Linked DNA regions of Mus musculus: region 2 is linked to region 1. Evidence: chromatin contacts called from public ChIA-PET data. All regions are on one chromosome and are shown on one strand. Each heading gives the region's core, a stretch centred on a gene start, on an enhancer-like site or on the middle of the called end of the contact. The rest is flanking DNA. Distances are from core to core; before and after follow the strand shown. Region 1 overlaps Add3 (adducin 3 (gamma)). Region 2 has its middle 34 kb from the start of Smndc1.

Evidence for each region. ChIA-PET counts read pairs in DNA pulled down with a chosen protein or histone mark.
Region 2: an RNA polymerase II ChIA-PET map of memory CD8 T cells shows a contact between it and region 1, with 280 read pairs. The contact joins two enhancer-like sites. A contact is called at or near these places in 2 of 484 Hi-C or Micro-C datasets (CD4 T cells and CD8 T cells), 4 of 115 datasets of contacts at active chromatin or transcription factors (CD8 T cells, effector CD8 T cells, memory CD8 T cells and 1 more) and 2 of 9 other capture datasets (adipose tissue and liver).

The regions. Positions count from the first base shown.
Region 1 is chr19:53,188,608-53,191,790 of GRCm38.p6, reverse strand. The region is part of intron 1 of Add3 (adducin 3 (gamma)); the gene reads right to left. Among named protein-coding and RNA genes, the nearest start is that of Gm52402, 19 kb to the left of the region's middle. Within about 2 kb of position 1,915, at least 34 of the 459 cell types and tissues checked have an H3K27ac peak or open chromatin away from gene starts, as enhancers often do. A contact at or near this core is called in CD8 T cells and memory CD8 T cells, where this site is marked.
Region 2 is chr19:53,423,408-53,426,777 of GRCm38.p6, reverse strand. No RefSeq gene overlaps it. Among named protein-coding and RNA genes, the nearest start is that of Smndc1, 34 kb to the right of the region's middle. Within about 2 kb of position 1,832, at least 150 of the 459 cell types and tissues checked have an H3K27ac peak or open chromatin away from gene starts, as enhancers often do. A contact at or near this core is called in CD8 T cells and memory CD8 T cells, where this site is marked.

The sequences.
Region 1 (3,183 bases), core at 666-3,165:
GGCAGTGGCATCAGATTTAGTGACAAGAATAGACACACTGATCTACTGGCATAGACAAGGTGTGACATTCTTAGGAACCCACATGGCCCATAGTTAAATAAGGTTAATACTTACTTGCATACACACAGACACACACACAGACAGACAGACAGACACACACACACACACACACACACACACACTCCTAAACGTCCAATGTAAAAGCTCTCAGGAAATGGTACTTATACCACAATCACGCAGTAAAGCAAGTTTTTCTAGTTAGTTCAGACATTATTTGACATGCACATATATCTGTCATTTCAAAGATTAACATATTTACAGATCCAATCTTCTAGGGTAATGGTCAAGGAGTGGGACTTTCTTTCCTTCCGCTCATCAGCTTTGTGAATTTTAGTGAAAGCATCTTGAATGCCAGAGGGCTTAACAACCACAGTGTGGGATCATACAACTCAAAAGGGAGCCTACACTCAGGGTTGGAGAGATGGCTCAGTGTGTAAGAGGACCGGCTGGTCTTTCAGAGGACCTGGGTTCAATTCCCAGCACCCACATGGCAGTCCACAACTGTCCGTAACTCCAAGACCTAACACTCACACAGCCACACATGCAGGCAACCAGTAACACACATAAGACAAAAGTTCAAAAGAAAAGAAGCCTATGCCCTCTCTCTGCCCTTCAACTCTCACTTTATCTTAAAGGTTTGTCATTTAAATCTTGTAACATACCATTGCTATATTATATTTTCATGTATAAAATAAATTAATTTTCAGTAGATAAAATGGCTATGACTAGTTATTATGAAAGTTAAAAGAAAAAGAGGCATAAAAACTAAAATATATTTTAGTTTTATTGTTGTTTTTGCTTTTTTTTGTTTTGTTTGTTTTAATGAAATGAGAACCCTGCTCTCTGACTGAATCTTAATCAAGGGCACTCACCTTTCTGTTGTTTACCACTCCAGGTCAGCTCGTAAGAGTTCAGGTATGCCCAACCCGGTACCCTCTCAAACATAATATACATGGGGCATTCATTCTGCCCCTGCAACCTGACCAGGGTCTGGTACCAGAACTCAAGCCAGCGTAATAAAGACATTGCCTCAACTCAAGTCCTGAAGCCTGGAGCTTTGTTTGTTAAATGAATGCACTTTAAATATGTGGTAGACTGAAAATAGAATACACTATCAAAAATAGGCCTTTTTCCTTCCCAGTAAATGTCATCTAATTGAAAACATACAGGGAGAAAGAGAATTATCTTTGCTCATGTGACATTACCTCTAGAAGTATGGTATAACCATTAGCGAAAACCTTTGTCTGGCAAGATCCAGCTCTGTGGGACGCTCAGCCTAGCTTACAATACCCAGGGGAAGGAACTCCCCCACCTACAAGATGGCTAAGGAGAGCTGGATCTGCGTAAGCTGCTTATCAGACTAAACTGTGACAGGCTATGGGCTGGCCTAACAGTAACAAGACTCTTCATGAAGGCCTTTGATAGGAAATCTAGAAATGTGTTTCCAGTAATTAGCTTACTATAATTTTTAATTTTATATCTATTACTTTGTTTTTATGTGTATGTGTTTGTATGTGTGTATGTACACATGTGTGCAGGTGCCTGTGGAGGACAGGTTTCTAAATCTCCTGAGCTGGAGTTACGAATGGTTGCCGTCAGCAGACTGGAACAGCCCAATCTGGTTGCTGGGAACCAAACTGAGGTCTTCTGGAAGAGCAGGACATGCTCTTAACTGTTGAGCCATATTCTAATTATATCTTTGCTATTTCATTGTAAAAACTAACTAAGGTGGAACACTCAGCGAGAAGGCCAGGTGCCAGCAGAAGATGAGACGTCAGAAGACAGCAGGGTGTAGTGACAGGCCTGGCACAGAAATGAGAACACAGGATGCCATCAGAGGAGTGCCACCAAAACAAGGGAGACTGTTGTGTGCCTCACATACAACCCTACAGCAGAGACTGGAACCAGAGAGGTTAAGCAAGCAGGGCTGTGCCACCAGTGGAATTGGATAAAAAAATCAGGCTGTGGGTAGGTGAGAGGTTTCTGCGGTGGAGGGCTTGGTATCCAGCCTCATGACTTGGGTTTGATTCCTAGGGCCCCAGGGCAGAAGGAGAGAACCAACTTCTACAAGTTACTCTCTGATCTTTGAAACCACCCCATAAAACCTGTAGTAGTAGTAGTAGTAATAGTAATAATAATAATAATAATATGGTAATAATAAATCATAGGCCATTTTTACAATAGGCCTATTTTATATTTAGACTCTTGATTAAAGAAAGCTCAGTTTGGGGGACAAACTGTACAAGAGACTTAGCTAAGGGAGTAAAATTCAAAAGGTACCCCAAGCCAACGTCTGATAGCGGTGAGCTCCAGGCAGGGGTCAGCTTCACAGAGCCGTCTTCGGTCAGTGGCTCCAGTCAGAGATGCTTCTGAACGGTGGGGGTGGGGGTGGGCGTGGGGGTGGGGGTGGGGGTGGGCGTGGGGGTGGGGGTGGGCTCAGGAGAAGCTTTGACTTTTCTCAGGGTTTCTGCTTCTCAAGAGGGGCCATACCACAAGGCAACCCTTGGTAACTTAGAAGACAAGTTACCCCTCTGAGCTTGTGAGTTAAAACTCCTGTCTGATAAAACCTCTGCTACATCCTCTAATTTCCCATCTGGGGAAGACAAAGGTTTTACTTACTCATCCTGTGAAGATGGGTTGCAAAGGACAGCAGCCACTCTACAGTGAGAAGCCTCAAGCTTCACCGCCCTCTGCTCACGTCCAGCATGGCACTCCTTACGTCTATTCACGCCTCTCCACTCACTGGCATATCTGATGCTGAGCAACTTGAAGGCAGGGCCACTTAGCACAAATACTCTGGATGCTACTGATGCCCTTTGCTTCTGTAATGCTCTGGTAGACTACTAATTGTTAAAAGAGAGAATCCAGGATTCAAAAGTAGGCAGGACATAATGACATGAACACCTTTAGTCAAGCACTTAGGAGGAAGAGGTAGGTTGATTCTGTGAGTTAGACAGCCTGGTCTATGTAGCACGTTTCAGGTCAGCCAGAGCTACACAATAAAATCCTGTCTCAAGACAAAACAAACACAAACCACTCAGAGGCTTTAAAATGTAGCAATTCTAAAAGAGGAAGTTAAGGATGAATGAAAGATGATCAATGTTTAAAATAGGCCATTTTTTC
Region 2 (3,370 bases), core at 583-3,082, 240 kb before region 1:
CACATGTTCTCACATAAACACTCACCACACATTCACACACACACACATACTATCACACTCACATACACACACCCATACACATTCATATACATTCTCACACACACATATACACCACACACATATACAGACACATTCACACTCACATTCATTCACACATTCACATACACACTCTTTCACACATACATACACATCTCACGCACATACATGCATTCACACTCACATATAGATATACACATTTACACTCTCACTCACACATACACACACACATTGACACATATTCACACTCACATACACACACACATTCACACATACACACACATTCACAAATACACACACATTCACAAATACACACACACACACACACACACTCATTCCTACAGAAGGTGATGCTTTGAATACAAGCTGTTCGTTGATGGGTAGGAAACAAATGCTATAGGTAGGACCCAGGCTGGCACCCTATGGTAATACAGGATGGTTTTGATTTCCCAAGGGCCAATGATGAGTTTGGAAAGGGAGAGCTGGAGATGGGCATAAAGGTCTATCCTGGAAGGTCTTGGAGGTTAGGCAGAGGTATAGAAGATGGTAGTAGGTGAGTGGTCAGGCAAGGCTGGAGCTGGAGAGTCATCTTGGACAGGAGACGGTTGTTAGAGTTAAAAAATGACAAGGATTGGCCTGGGCAGCCGGAAGAGGAAATGAGATGCACAGAACCAACACGCACAGTTCCCCAGGCTGCCTTACATGATGGGGGGCGGGCACCGCCCACTGCTTGGTTCTGCCTGGGAGACCTGGGGGAAACCTTGCTGTTCCAGGAGATGCTGCAGCCAAGAGAAAGGTGGAGCTATGAACCTTCATGGTGGATCTGCAAGTGCGGAGCGTCATGCTAAGAAGACTCCACCTCACTCTCAAAATGTCTCTAGAGTGGGTCTTAAACCCTTAACCAGGAACCGAGGTATATCCAAGCTCAGTCCAGATCCGAAGGCGCCAGAGGTCTGGCTTCTTATCACACTGCCTGTTCCTCTGACATCTCACAAATCAAACCTGCAGAGTATGCTCCAGGCCATCGAATCAGATGACAGAAGCCAATGCTGTCCCACGGAACCTACAAATGCTATCACGTTTCCCTTGCTTGGCTCGTCTAAGAACAGCAAATGGGCATCACCGTTCCTGTGCCCTTTGTTCATTAAACCTCAGATTCCCAAGATGGAGTCTGGAAGCAGGAAGGAACCGGGCAGGCTCGGAGATGGAATCTCTTTCCACTGTGGGTTTTTGTTTGTTTGTTTGTTTTTCGAGACAGGGTTTCTCTGTGTAGCCCTGGCTGTCCTGGCACTCACTTTGTAGACCAGGCTGGCCTCGAACTCAGAAATCCGCCTGCCTCCGCCTCCCGAGTGCTGGGATTAAAGGCGTGCGCCACCACACCTGGCTCCAGTGTGTTTTGAGAAGCAAGAGAGCTGGGAGCCCAGGGCTCTTGTGGATACCAGACCTTCCTCCCATGTGGAAGACTTAGTCGTCCCCGGAGTGGGAGAGAGCACAAACCATTGGCCAATCTGTCCCGTGGTGAGAGAAGATGCCAGCAGGGATATTCCTGACCCACAGCAGAGCCAGTGGCTACATCATCCTGGCACTCGGGAACAGGAGAGTTCACCAGTATCTGCTGGGTATTGCTCCAGTTTTTGTCACAGAAATACGCATGGCATTGCCCCCTTGAAGGCTGAAGAACCAGAACCTCGGAGGTGCTAAGGAGAATGTTCCACGTCACATAGACAGGGGCGTGGGTCGAAGGAGTCCTCCCTCCACGGGCGCTCTGGAGAGGTCGGTGCCAGAAGCCCAGCTCTTCTTTTGTTTCTTTTCTTTTTTTAGGTCTTGGGTTGGGGTTGAAAACCGAAGGTGGGGTTTGCTGTTTTGCACAAACGACCTGCCTCGCGCGTCATCCAAACACCAAGTTCCGCTTGTGGAGGAAGTGAGAGGTGTCGGATTCGGTCATGCAGAGCGCAGCTGGCCAGGCTGCCGGAAAGAGAGAGACTGAGCTTGCTGTTGCTGTGAAGTTGTGGACTCGGCTTGAGTCAGGGCAGGAGCCATTCCCATGTCAGCACCCAGTACAGGGCCATTGTCCCACCACCCTGGCCACTCATTCCGGTCATTTCCTCCCCAGTCTCTGAAATCCACATGAAAGGAAAAAAAGAAAAAGGAAGGAGAGGTTGGGGAAAGAGAGGAAAAGAAACAGGAAGCAGCAGCCTGTCCAGGCATCCTGGGCTAAGGTGGCCTAGGTTGCGCCCTAAACCCAGGGGTGGGATGTTGTGGGCTTCATGTGGTCCAAAGCCATGCGGTTTGAACCATCCTTTGATTAACAAAAGAACATAAGACTATGAAACAAAATGAAATTATAACAAATATTTATTAAGGATGGGGGAAGGTAAGCAGCGAATCACTGTCGCCTGGAGTCACATCTTTTTACCTGCGTCTCTCTGAGGTAGTTTACCACAAATGAATGAGTTATACTTCCTGTTTGTAGCTGACCTCCCTTCCCTAGGTCACCCCTGCCCCTCAGTGCTGTCTGAGGTTCCAACACTTGTGTATCTGCAGTAAATGTACTATGATCCCAATATCTGAGCGCTGAACACTGTGGGCTTCTGTCACCCTAACTCTTTATGGGAATTGAATGATACCCATAGATGTTCCACATACAATTTGAGGGGTTCTTAAAGCCCTCTAACGCACATCTGTGGGTCCCAGGTGTGAAACCTTAACAGGTACATTCCTCTCGTGCCACACATGAGGTGACACGTGTGTGTGTGTGTGTGTGTGTGTGTGTGTGCGCGCGCGCGCGCGTACTCACATGCTTGTGACTTGCTCACGGTGACCCAGTAGGCTGGGACTCAAGAAGCAGGATGGGCTTGAACCTCGGCTCCTCCCCTCTTCCATAGTGGCTGCTCTGCCTTTAGCACCAAGTGGGCTCTCTGAAGAAGGATATCCCAAATTAGATCCTACCCCCTCAGAAGGTCTTTCTTGTGTCTCATTCTCTTCTTCAGACCGGTATTTTTGCTCCGTGCAATGGGGAGGGCAGCGACAACCGCATGGAAACGCACAGACAGGAAACAGGAATGCCCCTGTGTGTTCGAAAATATTAAGAAATGAGAGTGTGTGGGGAGGTTGGTAACAAGTTTCGCTGCGGAGAAAGAATGTAGTCCTGGGGAAGTCCCAGGAGAAATCTATCGGACTGAGTCCAGCCTCAGTGTGGCGCTCTCTCCTCCCCTCCCCAGTGTGGGTGGTCCGGGGTAGCCTCGGCGCCCCCATGCTGTGCGCTCTGCAGGTGTGCGGAGACTCCTCCCCCTCCGCCAGCTCGCCACTCCCCCTCCCCCAGGTTTGCCCACTT